Linked DNA regions of Mus musculus: region 2 is linked to region 1. The links are chromatin contacts, called in public promoter capture Hi-C maps. All regions are on one chromosome and are shown on one strand. Each heading gives the region's core, a stretch centred on a gene start, on an enhancer-like site or on the middle of the called end of the contact. The rest is flanking DNA. Distances are from core to core; before and after follow the strand shown. Region 1 overlaps Slc35d2 (solute carrier family 35, member D2). Region 2 holds the start of 1810034E14Rik (RIKEN cDNA 1810034E14 gene).

Region 1 (5,441 bases), core at 833-3,332:
TCATTAATGACCGTGACAGATTCAGAAGGAGGTGGGACAGTGCCTGTAGATTTCCAGCTGTGAGCTTCGGAAACTCACAGGCCATTACGCCTTTAGACTTTCATTTCTCCAAATGTGTTTCCTCATGAAGTGAGGTGTCTGGCGGTCATTTGTCATGTCCTCCAGTACGAACCACCTCTTCAGATCGCAAGCTGTCGGGGCTGCCTGTCGTGCTGCCCCAGACCTCACCCAGCCCCAGCTGTGACCGGAAGCTGTCTGGGGTGAGCCAGCATATGGGTTTTTGTTCTGGGCTCTTTGTGCTTTGTGAGGGAGCTCTCATTGACTGATGGGTGCTTTTCTGTGAGCTATTTTTAAAATCTGTATGCCCATTTGTTTCTTTGAATGGTGACAGTTTTACAAAAACAGGTCCATTGCCTTCCTGAAAATACAATATGTCACCCCCCCCTTTTTTAAAGGAGAAGTGGGTGGTCACTTTAGTAAAAGCAAACATGATAGGTTCCTATTCTTTAACGGATGGAGCAGATGTTTTAAAAGAATTAGTTAACATTTTAAATTTCCATTATCTCATTTCAGATTTGCTACTTTGAATAACGTGCTTAATAGTGGAGTGTTAGAGATGGGTAGGGCCTCAAGCCTTCTGTTTTCATCCATTGTACATGTGCTTGTTGGTGTTGAACAAATATTTATTCCAAAGTTACAACACAGTGCAATGGTCCATTTTACAACAGACATGGGCCAAAAGTCTTACAGTACATTGCCAGCCTTTTAAACATTCTAATTGTGCATAAATAGACAAATCAGCCCAGAAGACACGATACCTTAGAGCTCTAGAGTTGAATGCAATCTTCTTATTTTCACAGGAGCTGGGGAAATATGGAGTGCTTTTCTATAATGCCTGCTTCATGCTCATCCCAACTGTCATTATTAGCGTCTCTACTGGAGACTTTCAGCAGGTAAATATGGCCCGTGTTATAAACATGGTTAAGGTAGGTGAGGCCGAGCTAGGTGTGCTAGGGTGAGTGTGTTCAGTGTGTCATTGACTTTGTTGTATTTTTTTACTTTGTGGGTAAATTGAGAGTTAGACTCTTTGTTAGTGGAGAAGTAATTTATTAAATTCTCATATTCTAGGAGAACTTTGCCTCCTGATGTGGTGCTAGTTCACCCACTGCTTGCCCTCTCTGGCCTCTTCAGTTTAGACTCTAGAGATTTAGGCAGAAGCTCTCTGAATTGAGCGATTACCAGGCACTGAAATTGCAGATGGACTGGAGAGCTTTGTAGAATTATTATTTAGAAATATATATATATAACTAGAATAATACACTGAAAGATCTAAGAGCAATATCCAGGGCTGGGGATGTAGCTCAGTGGTAGAACACTGGCTGGCATGCACAGGACTGTGGGTTTGATCCTCAGTGCCACAAAGGGGAGTGGGGGGATCAAAGGACTTTTTTTATTCCTCTAAAATGATAAAATACAAAAGCTATAATGTTTAGAATACAATTCATTTGGGCTGGAGAGATGGCACTTGCTGCCAAGCCTGATAACCTGAGTTCCATCGCCAGGAGCCATATTACATATCGAGAGAGCTGATTCTGGCAGACTGTCTGTGAGTACCGTGTGTGTGCTGTGTCTAAACCACATACCTACACCACACGCACGCACAAATGTAATAGAAAACCTAAAGATAAAATATGAGTATACCTTTACTAAAGTATTAGATGGCAAGAGATGACCAGAGATGTAGATATACACTGTAATTAGTAATGAAAATGAGGGAGAGTCCCTAGCAGGTAAATGTGATCTGTTTTCACTCGGCAACTATCTGAAATGTTCACTGAATTACTCCAAGATCTTTTAGCTGGTTGCATGACTGAGTCCATTTTAGATTATGAACTAAATATGATAAAGAGGGGAGTTCATGTACACTGAACTAAATACACTGGAAGCTGACGGATAACACGGAGTGAAATATTCTCTCTCTGTCATTGGAGGAAGAATGAATGAGTCAACAGGGAGAGATGGAAAGGCCAAAGTTTTTGGTGACTCACTACTCTGGGAAGTGAGTCCTGGACTTTGGACTTACAGTCGGTGGATTATTAACTGTGGGAAATGAAGTCAGAGATAGCAGCCCTTCTGTTAACAAACCCCAGGTCCTTGGGAGATGCTCATTTGACCTTCCCTCTAGGAGGCCAAAATACATGTAGTGTGTTGCAACTGAGGGAGAGGGATTTTAAAATATTGATTTTTTTTCTGATTGACCCCCCCAAAGTGCAAAAGATTCATAATCTAGCATGCTTTGTATATTCTGTTTCTTCAAATGTTACCAGTATAGATTCATTCTTAAAGATAGAAAACTAGTGTTTATTAAAGTGTGCACTGGTGAAGAACATATGTATTTTAAGAAATATTACTAAATAACCCTCTCTGGGTTTATGTTGTCCAGAGTAAATAATTTTTATTGATTGTTTATATAAATACTTCTAGCTCTTGGTTTTTAACTTATTACAATTTGGTTATTTAATTATGTGTGTGTGTGTGTGTGTGTGTGTGTGTGTGTGTGTGTGTGTGTGTGTGTGTGTGTGTATAAGGATGTTGCCTTAGTTAGTGACCAAGGCAACTCTTATAAGGACAACATTTAATTGGGGCTGGCTTACAGGTTCAGAGGTTCGGTCCATTATCATCCAGGCAGGAACATGGCAGCATCCAGGCAGAAATGGTGCAGGAGGAGCTGAAAGTTCTACATCTTCATCAGAAGGCTGCCAGCAGAAGACTGGCTTCCAGGCAGCTAGGATAAGGTTCTTATACACTTATGGTGACACACCTACTCCAACAAGGCCACACCTCCAAATAGTGCCACTTCCTAGGCCAAGCATGTACAAGCCATCACAGATGTACTCATGACACGCTGCACATAGGGAATCAGAAGGCTACTCAATAAGTAACAGCAAAACCTTTTTATGATGGAAACTTTCAAACGTAAAGGTTTGGAAAGTAGTACAATAAGCCCCTGTTTAACTAGTTATTGATATTTAATGCATTGTCTCTTTGATAGAACTGTGTAATTATTGTCAATGCATCAATGGCACAAAAGGTGGTAAGGTTGTGCTAACTGGATTTAAGCTGAACTGTCACTAACCGCACGATGGATCTTTTCTTTGTCATCACAGGCCACTGAATTCAGACACTGGAAGAATGTCTTATTTATCATACAGTTTCTCCTTTCCTGTCTTTTGGGGTAAGAAACTGTATGTAAGTGGAGAAGTCGGTTGATGGTATTTCTTGACAAGTCAGATCTAATTTGTCTGCCTGTCTCTTCTGCCAGAATCCTCTTTCTTGTGTTTCTCTTGACTTTATCTGGGCAGGGCACCCCTCCCCTGTACTCCCAACACACACACAAGCCCTGCATTTGCAGGCTCTGTTGGTGCTGGAAGTACCGACTTTATATCCTGGTGGGTCCAAACACTTCAGTATCACAGCTATTTACAGAGGTCAGAGAGAGTGCTGGGTCCCCTGGAACTGGAGTTACAAGGTGGTACAGTCATCATGAGGGCAGTAAGAACCCAATCCAGGTCCTCTGCAAGAGCAGCAGGCGCTCTTAACACACTGAGCTGTGTCTCTGGTCTCTGTTACCCCTCCCTTTAGCTTTATTGGATTTAATAGTTATTCTGGTGATGGAGTTCTTAATTTAATTTATTATTACTCTCTCTCTCTCTCTCCCTCTCTGTGTGTGTGTGTGTGTGTGTGTGTGTGTATGTATCTGTCTGTCTACCCATGTGCCACAGCACACGTGTGGAGGTTCAATCTTGGATTTGACACTTAACTAGCTCTGGGTCTGTGGACAAGCTGCTTAGCCTCTCCGAGCCTCATGCTGCTTTATCTTTGAAATGGGAATGTTGAGCTCAAGAATCACATTCATGGGGCTGGGATATGCAAGCTGGAGGATTTAATTGTAAAGTGGACTTGGGACATACTAAACATATAGAAGGGGGTCAGTAAGAAATGCTAAGCTGTGCACTGTGGAGTACGCCTGTAGTTCCGTCACCCGAGAGGTTGAGGATGGAGATTCTTAAAGTTCACAGCCTGACTGAGTTAGAAGGAGAGGAAGAAGAAACAAACAAACAAACAGAAACAGCCTGAGTTGCAGTTGTCCTGACTCCCACCTCCCAAGTGCTGGGATCACAGGGTCACAATGCCACACTAAACTAGTAATGCTCTCTCTCCTCTTGAACTCCGTTGAGCTCTGCTGTCTGCTTTCTTTTCACGGACTTCGTCAATAGTTTTTCTTCTCTTCCATGTACTAACCTTCTATTATTAAGTTTTAATTCCAAAGCCCTGTTAGAAGAAAGTCCCAGCTTTGGCATGGTGGACCCTCTCTAAGATCTACGCCCTTGTAACAATGCCCCAACCACTTCTCCACAGCCTCAGAAGTCACTCTTCAGGATGGCTGGCCACCAGCTCCTGCTGTTCACTCAGCAGGCAGCTCAGGGGTAGTGTCAGGTGCTTCCCAAGGCAGGAGCCAGAGAGCCAACTGAAGCCTCTTAGTTGATGTCACCACTTTCAAGTTTGTATCCCAAACTTCTTTTTCTCAACCTCCAGACCTCTATTGGATTTACTGAAATTATAACCTTAAAATACAATATATTTAAATTTTTTTCTTTACAATTTTTCTTAATGTTTATTCATCCGTGTGTGTGTGCGCATATGGGTGCACACACACACACATGCATGCTGCCTTAGTGTGCATGTGGTGTTTGTTCTCTTCTATCATATTGATCCCAGGGGTTGAGCATAGAGTTTCAGGCTTGGAGGCAAGGACCTTTATCTGCTGAGCTGTCTTACTGGAATTTACTACATTTTTAAATAAGCTTATTACAAAGCCAGTAGAGTGTTGAAAGGGCAGGTGTTTAATTTCCCTTTGGGTTATGGTGAGGTTAGACTAATCTTCTGGAATCCTAAATGTGTGACTAAAGGTTTGCAAACAGGTTGTGGGGGCTCAGTGCTTCAGGAAGATGGGATAAACAACGGAGCTCAAATAATCAATGCCTGTATGCAAGGTAAAACGCAGACGGAGCTGCAGGCTGGCTTGAAAAAGGCCACCATGCTGGCCACCATGCTAAGAGATCACAGGTTCTAGTTCACTCCTTTTACAGCTGAAACCCTAATCTGTTCCTAACCTGTCCCAGGACCTTTGATCTCCCCAAGGAAGCAATATTCTCCTTAATAGAAACACAAAGGTATCAGACTTCCCAACTCAGGGTATCCAGAGTTGTTTTGCATCTCTCTCTCCCCTGTGTGTGTGTGTATGTATGTATGTATGTATGTATGTATGTATGTGTATGTATGTGGGCTGTGTGTGTGTGTGTGTGTGTGTGTGTGTGTGTGTGTGTGTGTGTATTAAATGTCCAAAGGTCCACAAAACAACCTTGTTTTTACAGACAGGG
Region 2 (5,290 bases), core at 1,421-3,920, 140 kb before region 1:
ATGTTCTTAGTAAGTCCAAGTCTGTCTGGGTATAGATCCCTGGCAGAGCTCTCACTTGACAGTGCTTGCAACTGTTGGTTGCAAGTTAACTGGTTTAGTTCTCAGGCCTGAAGAAACCAGAAATTTGCAAAACCCAGGACTTTTTGTTGTTGCTAGAGACAGAATCTAGATGAGTACTCTGTACACCCCCAAGCCCCAAAGACTCGGGCGTGGTGGTACATGCCTTTAATTCCAGCACTTGGGAGGCAGAGGCAGGCGGATTTTTGAGTTCAAGGCCAGCCTGGTCTACAAAGTGAGTTCCAGGACAACCAGAGCTATGCAGAGAAACCCTGTCTCGAAAAAAAAAAAAAAAAAAAAAGGTTGTGTGAATCTGTGTGTGTTGTGGGGTCAGAGGATGACTCAGGAATTCATTCCGTCCTTCCACAGTGTGGATCCCAGGAATTGAACTCAAGTTGTTAGGCTTAATAGCAAATGCCTTAAGCCATTGAGACATCCTGCTACCCTGCTTCTTTTAGTTTGTAAAAAAGGTTTGTTTTTAAATCCTGAGGCTAGGTGTAGAGGCACACCTTTAATCCCAACACTCATGGAGGCAAAGCCAGGCTGATCTGTGTTAAAGGCTAGCCTGACCTACCTGTTAAGTTCCAGGACAGCCAGGGGGATATAGAGAGACACTGTCTCAAAAAAAAAAAAAAAAAAAAAAAAAAACAAAGCAAAAAATAACCAAAACAAAGTAAGCAAGCAAACAAAAGTCAAAATCGTGCAATTTCCAAAGATTAGAGAGTGCACACCTTTCAGTGTGTGGAGAGGGCCCTCTTCAGGCAGCCTCATGAAGTGCTTCACATCTCAATATGAATTTAGCTTTGAATAAACATTACCCTGCAAGCTTAGTTTTCAAAATCTTGCCCTTTTGAATAGATAATATGTAACCAAAAGTTCAAAAGCTATAAAAAGGCATAAATCTTTCTTACTCTCCTTTGTTTCATGCTGGGTCATCTGCTCTAAAAAATGCTAAAACTGCTTAACAATTTTCTGACTTAGGTGTCAGTAGTTGCAGGCACACAGGTTTTAAGGCACACATGGAAGGCATCCTCACGGGTAGGGGTGCTTGCAAGACGGCCTGATGACTTTAGGTTGGTCACTGGAACTCACAAGGTGGCAGGAGATGAAAGGACCTCAAAGAGTGGTCCTCTGACTGCCACACACACATAATAATGAAAAGAAAAAAAAAAACCTCAAACTTTAAAATGGCATTTCTGTAATTTTTGTAATAATATAATTGAAACTGGGTTTGCTTGGTGAATTTAGAATATTCTTGACTTGCTTATTGTTTATTACTGTGAAAACTAAGGAATGTATCGCCAGGGCGGTGGTGGCGCACGCCTTTAATCCCAGCACTTGGGAGGCAGAGGCAGGCGGATTTCTGAGTGTGAGGCCAAACTCAGGTCTACAGAGTGAGTTCTAGGACAGCCAGAGCTACAGGTACAAGTATAGAAAGAATCCGTGCCCCATACTGACTGCTGTGGGGTGTGTGTGTGTGACAGAGAGAGAGAGAGAGAGAGAGAGAGAGAGAGAGAGAGAGAGAGAGAGAGAGAGAGAGAGAGAGAGAGAGAGGTAGGTCATGATCTCAGTCTGATACATCTGAGATTCTAGAATAAGGTTAAGAAATATGCAGGTCTTTGGGGATCACAAATAATGTGTCATTTTTAGGAGAACTTGCCCTTTTCATTTTCTTTCAAGGGACTTTCATTGGCGACTTTTCACTTCTCAGCACTTTTCTGTAGAAAGTTTGGGAAAACTTGGGGAGGTAATAAAGATCTACAGACTCAGCACCATATGACACCCAACAAAAGTGGGGTCAACTCCATCCCATCCTGTGTGTTAACTTGTTCCCTTGAGATTAAGAACATAGACTGAAAACTGTGAATGGTTGCTAGGAAGCACATCAACTGTTTTGCTTTTAGACCATCCCCATACCTTTAACATAGCAAATGACCGGAGTATTACATTTATTTTAATTAAAAATTTGTGCGCCCTACCCCCACTGTGTGGGGAGGTCAGAGGATAACTTTGTAGAGTGGTTTCTGGGCATTAAACTCTGGTCCTCAGGCTTACAACATTGAAGGGCAAGTACTTTTACCTGATGAGTTTTCTTTAGGGGAGACTGACCTTGAACTCTTGATCTTCCTTCCTCTTTCTGCCTCCACGTACTGGATTATATTCATGTCCAACTCCAGCAGAGTCACTTGGCAGTTTCCGAACTCTGGTGCAAGAGCCCAGGTGCAGGCCTGTCTGATCTGAGCTGTGACTCTCCGTTGCTTGGGTCGGGGAGTGCCCCCTGGTGGCAGGCAGCGGTGGTGGGCGGGAGACCGAGTTTGTGGGGAAGGTTGCGCCGGCCTGGCCTCTAAATCCTTTATCACGCGTGCCTGGGTCGTACCGGCCAGCCGGTTTTGAGCTGGCCCAGTGTACCCAAAGCTAGCTTAGTCGCTCCCTTTTCAAGACATCTGGTCTCTGGCCGCGCGTGCCTGTGTGTCTGCTTTCTTCCTTTGCAGGACACTTGGACCTAGTTGCGTGTGCTCGTGGGCCAGGTCTCTTTCCTTCTCTCTTTCTCCCTCTGCAGGGCGGCTGACCTCTGGTCGCGCCTGCCCGTGGGCCTGGCCCCTTTTGCAGGAGACTGGCCCCTGGCTGCCCCAGGGACGTCCTAGAGTTTGGACTTCCGGGGTTGGCTCCCAGTCTGCTGCTTGTCACCCGCCAGGGCGTTTCCGTGCCCATGCATGGGCGCGGCCCTTTAAACTTCACTGTTTTTTAGACTTTGGGGGTGTGGTCACACTTTCTTTTTTTTTCTTCCCGTCCGTCCGTCGCGGTCATCCCAGACTCGCGGGTCCTTCTCTTGCCCTGCTTTCCAGATGCTTTGGAGTCATGAGACGGGAGGGCGCAGGGACCCCTCTGATGGCCGAGGTGATCCGAGGTGAGTGCACGGGGCAGGACTTAGGATGGCTGGAGGAGCGACTTGCTGCCCTAGGAGCCCAACTGGCCTCCTTTCTGGGTCCACTGACTTTGGGGGTAAACCTTAATGTGCCTTAATGTGCTTGTGACCCCTATGTCCTACAGCCTCTCCACCCACCCTGTGTGGGAGCTGGTGAAATTCCCAGTCCAGCCAAAGATCAAAGGTCATTTGTGATTAGAAAGGACAAAGCCCTGTCACCCATTTGAATGCGGCTGCAAGAAGTTTGTTGCATTTACTAGGAGATATTTGCAGCTGTTCTGAGAGAGGAGATACAGATTGGAAAGTTTAAAGTACCATTTGAGAAAAGGACGTCTCGGCTCTTGTTTCTTACCACTTTGATTTTTGCCATGTTTTGGGTGTAGGTATCTGAGTGCTGTTAAGATGTTGCCTTTTTCTGGGGGTTGGTGGGAATAAAGATGGATGGAGCCTTTGAACATCACTTCCCTTCTTGCTGAACTCCACAGCATCTGACTCATGCAACACAGATTCTACCCCAGTCTGGCCTCCCCTCACATTCACCTTGATTTTAAACAGCAATTTATAAGAAACCCAAAGCAGTGATTCCAATTTAAAAAATACGTATCTATGAGATTAATTGTATAAACATACCACCTTGTGTTCTATAGTTGTAAACAGCAACATGTATTTTCATGTATTGCTACATGTATTTTCAGTGTGTCATCGTAAACTTAATGCATGGTTATAGGCTAGCTATCAGAGGTATGCTGAATTTCCTGAAATTTCTTAGTCTAGTTGCTGCAGAAACTGAAACAGTACCACTACATGAAATAATCACCTACCACCATGGTCCTTACTAAGATTAAGACAATTTCTTCTTTAAAGCTTTGCTTATTTATTAATATTCACCAAAGAGACTTTTTGAAGTTACACATTGTCACCTCTGCCATCTGAAACATGGGGTGGGGTGGGGGGGACACAACAAAATCAAACAAGCCATCTTTGAATTCATCAGAAAGGAGTTGGGTCTTGGCTGGGGACACCTGTTTAAGAACTTGAAGAAAAGAACACTGCTGTTTTCCATTGCAGATCGCCTTTGTTTTGCCATTCTCTACAGCAGACCAAAGAGTGCAACAAACGAACATTATTTCAGCATAGATAACGAGCTAGAGTATGAGAAGTAAGTATTGCCTCTTGGAAGACTCAAACTTTTGAAATTTCCTCTGAGGAATCTCTAGGTATGTGTGCAGATGACATAGGCTTGGAAAAATTGTATATCTGAAAAACACTTGCAGCTGGGTGCTGTTTCAGATTCTTGGTTAAAAAAAAAAAGATCTTTGAGGATACAAAGAACCTCTATTTAAACCCTGATTAGTTATTCTTATAGTTTATACTATAGAGCTGTGTAAAATAAGAATGTGTAAAATACTGGTTTTGCTAGTGGATAATATGTCAAGAACAATTTTTTTTTTTAAATTGAGGTTAGTTATTCTACGATTGGTGTGTGTGTGTGTGTGTGTGTGTGTGTGTGTGTGTAGGGCTATGTTAGGGGGAGGTAACAAGATCTGGTGCAAGTAGCTGAGCTCTCTGCTAATGAGGTGCATAACTCTAGCTCACTTGTTGAATAATTATGTAGGTATTGTTTACCAGAATAATTCCTTCTGTTAGTATTAGTAGGGCAGGACCTTAGAATTGTATGGCCAGTGTTAATTTGGGTTGGTGGATGCCCTCTTGCCGTAATTTTAGGAGCGTTTACATTCAGAGCAGCTAAAACATGTATACTTGTTTCTATTTATTTTTTTTAAAGCTTCTATGCGGATTTTGGACCACTCAATCTGGCCATGGTTTACAGATATTGTTGCAAGATAAATAAGAAGCTCAAGGTAAATCTTTTAACTCAAGGTTTGACTGAAGTGATCAGATTCAAAACGGGAAAGAGTGCTTCTTCCTCTTACAAAACAAAACCGTTTGAGACCAGGTGTGCTGAGCACTCAGGCGAGAGATCCCAAGTTCAAGACAAGCCTGTGCTACACAGCAAGATCTTATCTTTAGAAAACAGAAAAAGTTTACCAAGACACCAGTTGCCTACTGAGTTATGTTTTAGGATGCTTTGAAAACGTAGCGAACGTTTAGAAGGTGTGGCGGAGCGCCCCCGGTAGTCTCAGTACTTGGAAGAAATAGCCGTGAGATCACTTGGTGCACAGCGGCTGTTTAAGACTGTACAGCCTGACCGACATTGTGAGATTTTCTAAGTGGTGTTTCTCATTGTGGGAGTATTTATTTAGATTGTGTACTTTTATTTTTCTGAGTCTGCAAAAAATGGCTCTG

What was found. Promoter capture Hi-C pulls out the DNA fragments that hold promoters and counts their contacts.
Region 2: a promoter capture Hi-C map of liver shows a contact between it and region 1, with 2.7 times the contacts expected there. The contact joins the promoter of 1810034E14Rik here to the enhancer-like site in region 1. A contact is called at or near these places in 8 of 39 promoter capture datasets (the 3T3-L1 cell line, the C10 cell line, embryonic stem cells and 4 more), 5 of 484 Hi-C or Micro-C datasets (cerebellum, liver and nephron progenitors) and 1 of 9 other capture datasets (liver).

Annotation. Positions count from the first base shown.
Region 1 is chr13:64,102,527-64,107,967 of GRCm38.p6, reverse strand. It overlaps Slc35d2 (solute carrier family 35, member D2), which reads left to right. Exons shown (of 12, transcript NM_001001321.3): 8 at 861-953; 9 at 3,168-3,235. Among named protein-coding and RNA genes, the nearest start is that of Hsd17b3, 16 kb to the right of the region's middle. Within about 2 kb of position 2,082, at least 28 of the 459 cell types and tissues checked have an H3K27ac peak or open chromatin away from gene starts, as enhancers often do. A contact at or near this core is called in liver, where this site is marked.
Region 2 is chr13:64,246,080-64,251,369 of GRCm38.p6, reverse strand. It overlaps 1810034E14Rik (RIKEN cDNA 1810034E14 gene), which reads right to left and starts at 2,670. Exons shown (of 3, transcript NR_045798.1): 1 at 2,167-2,670. It overlaps Cdc14b (CDC14 cell division cycle 14B), which reads left to right. Exons shown (of 14, transcript NM_172587.3): 2 at 4,052-4,142; 3 at 4,770-4,845.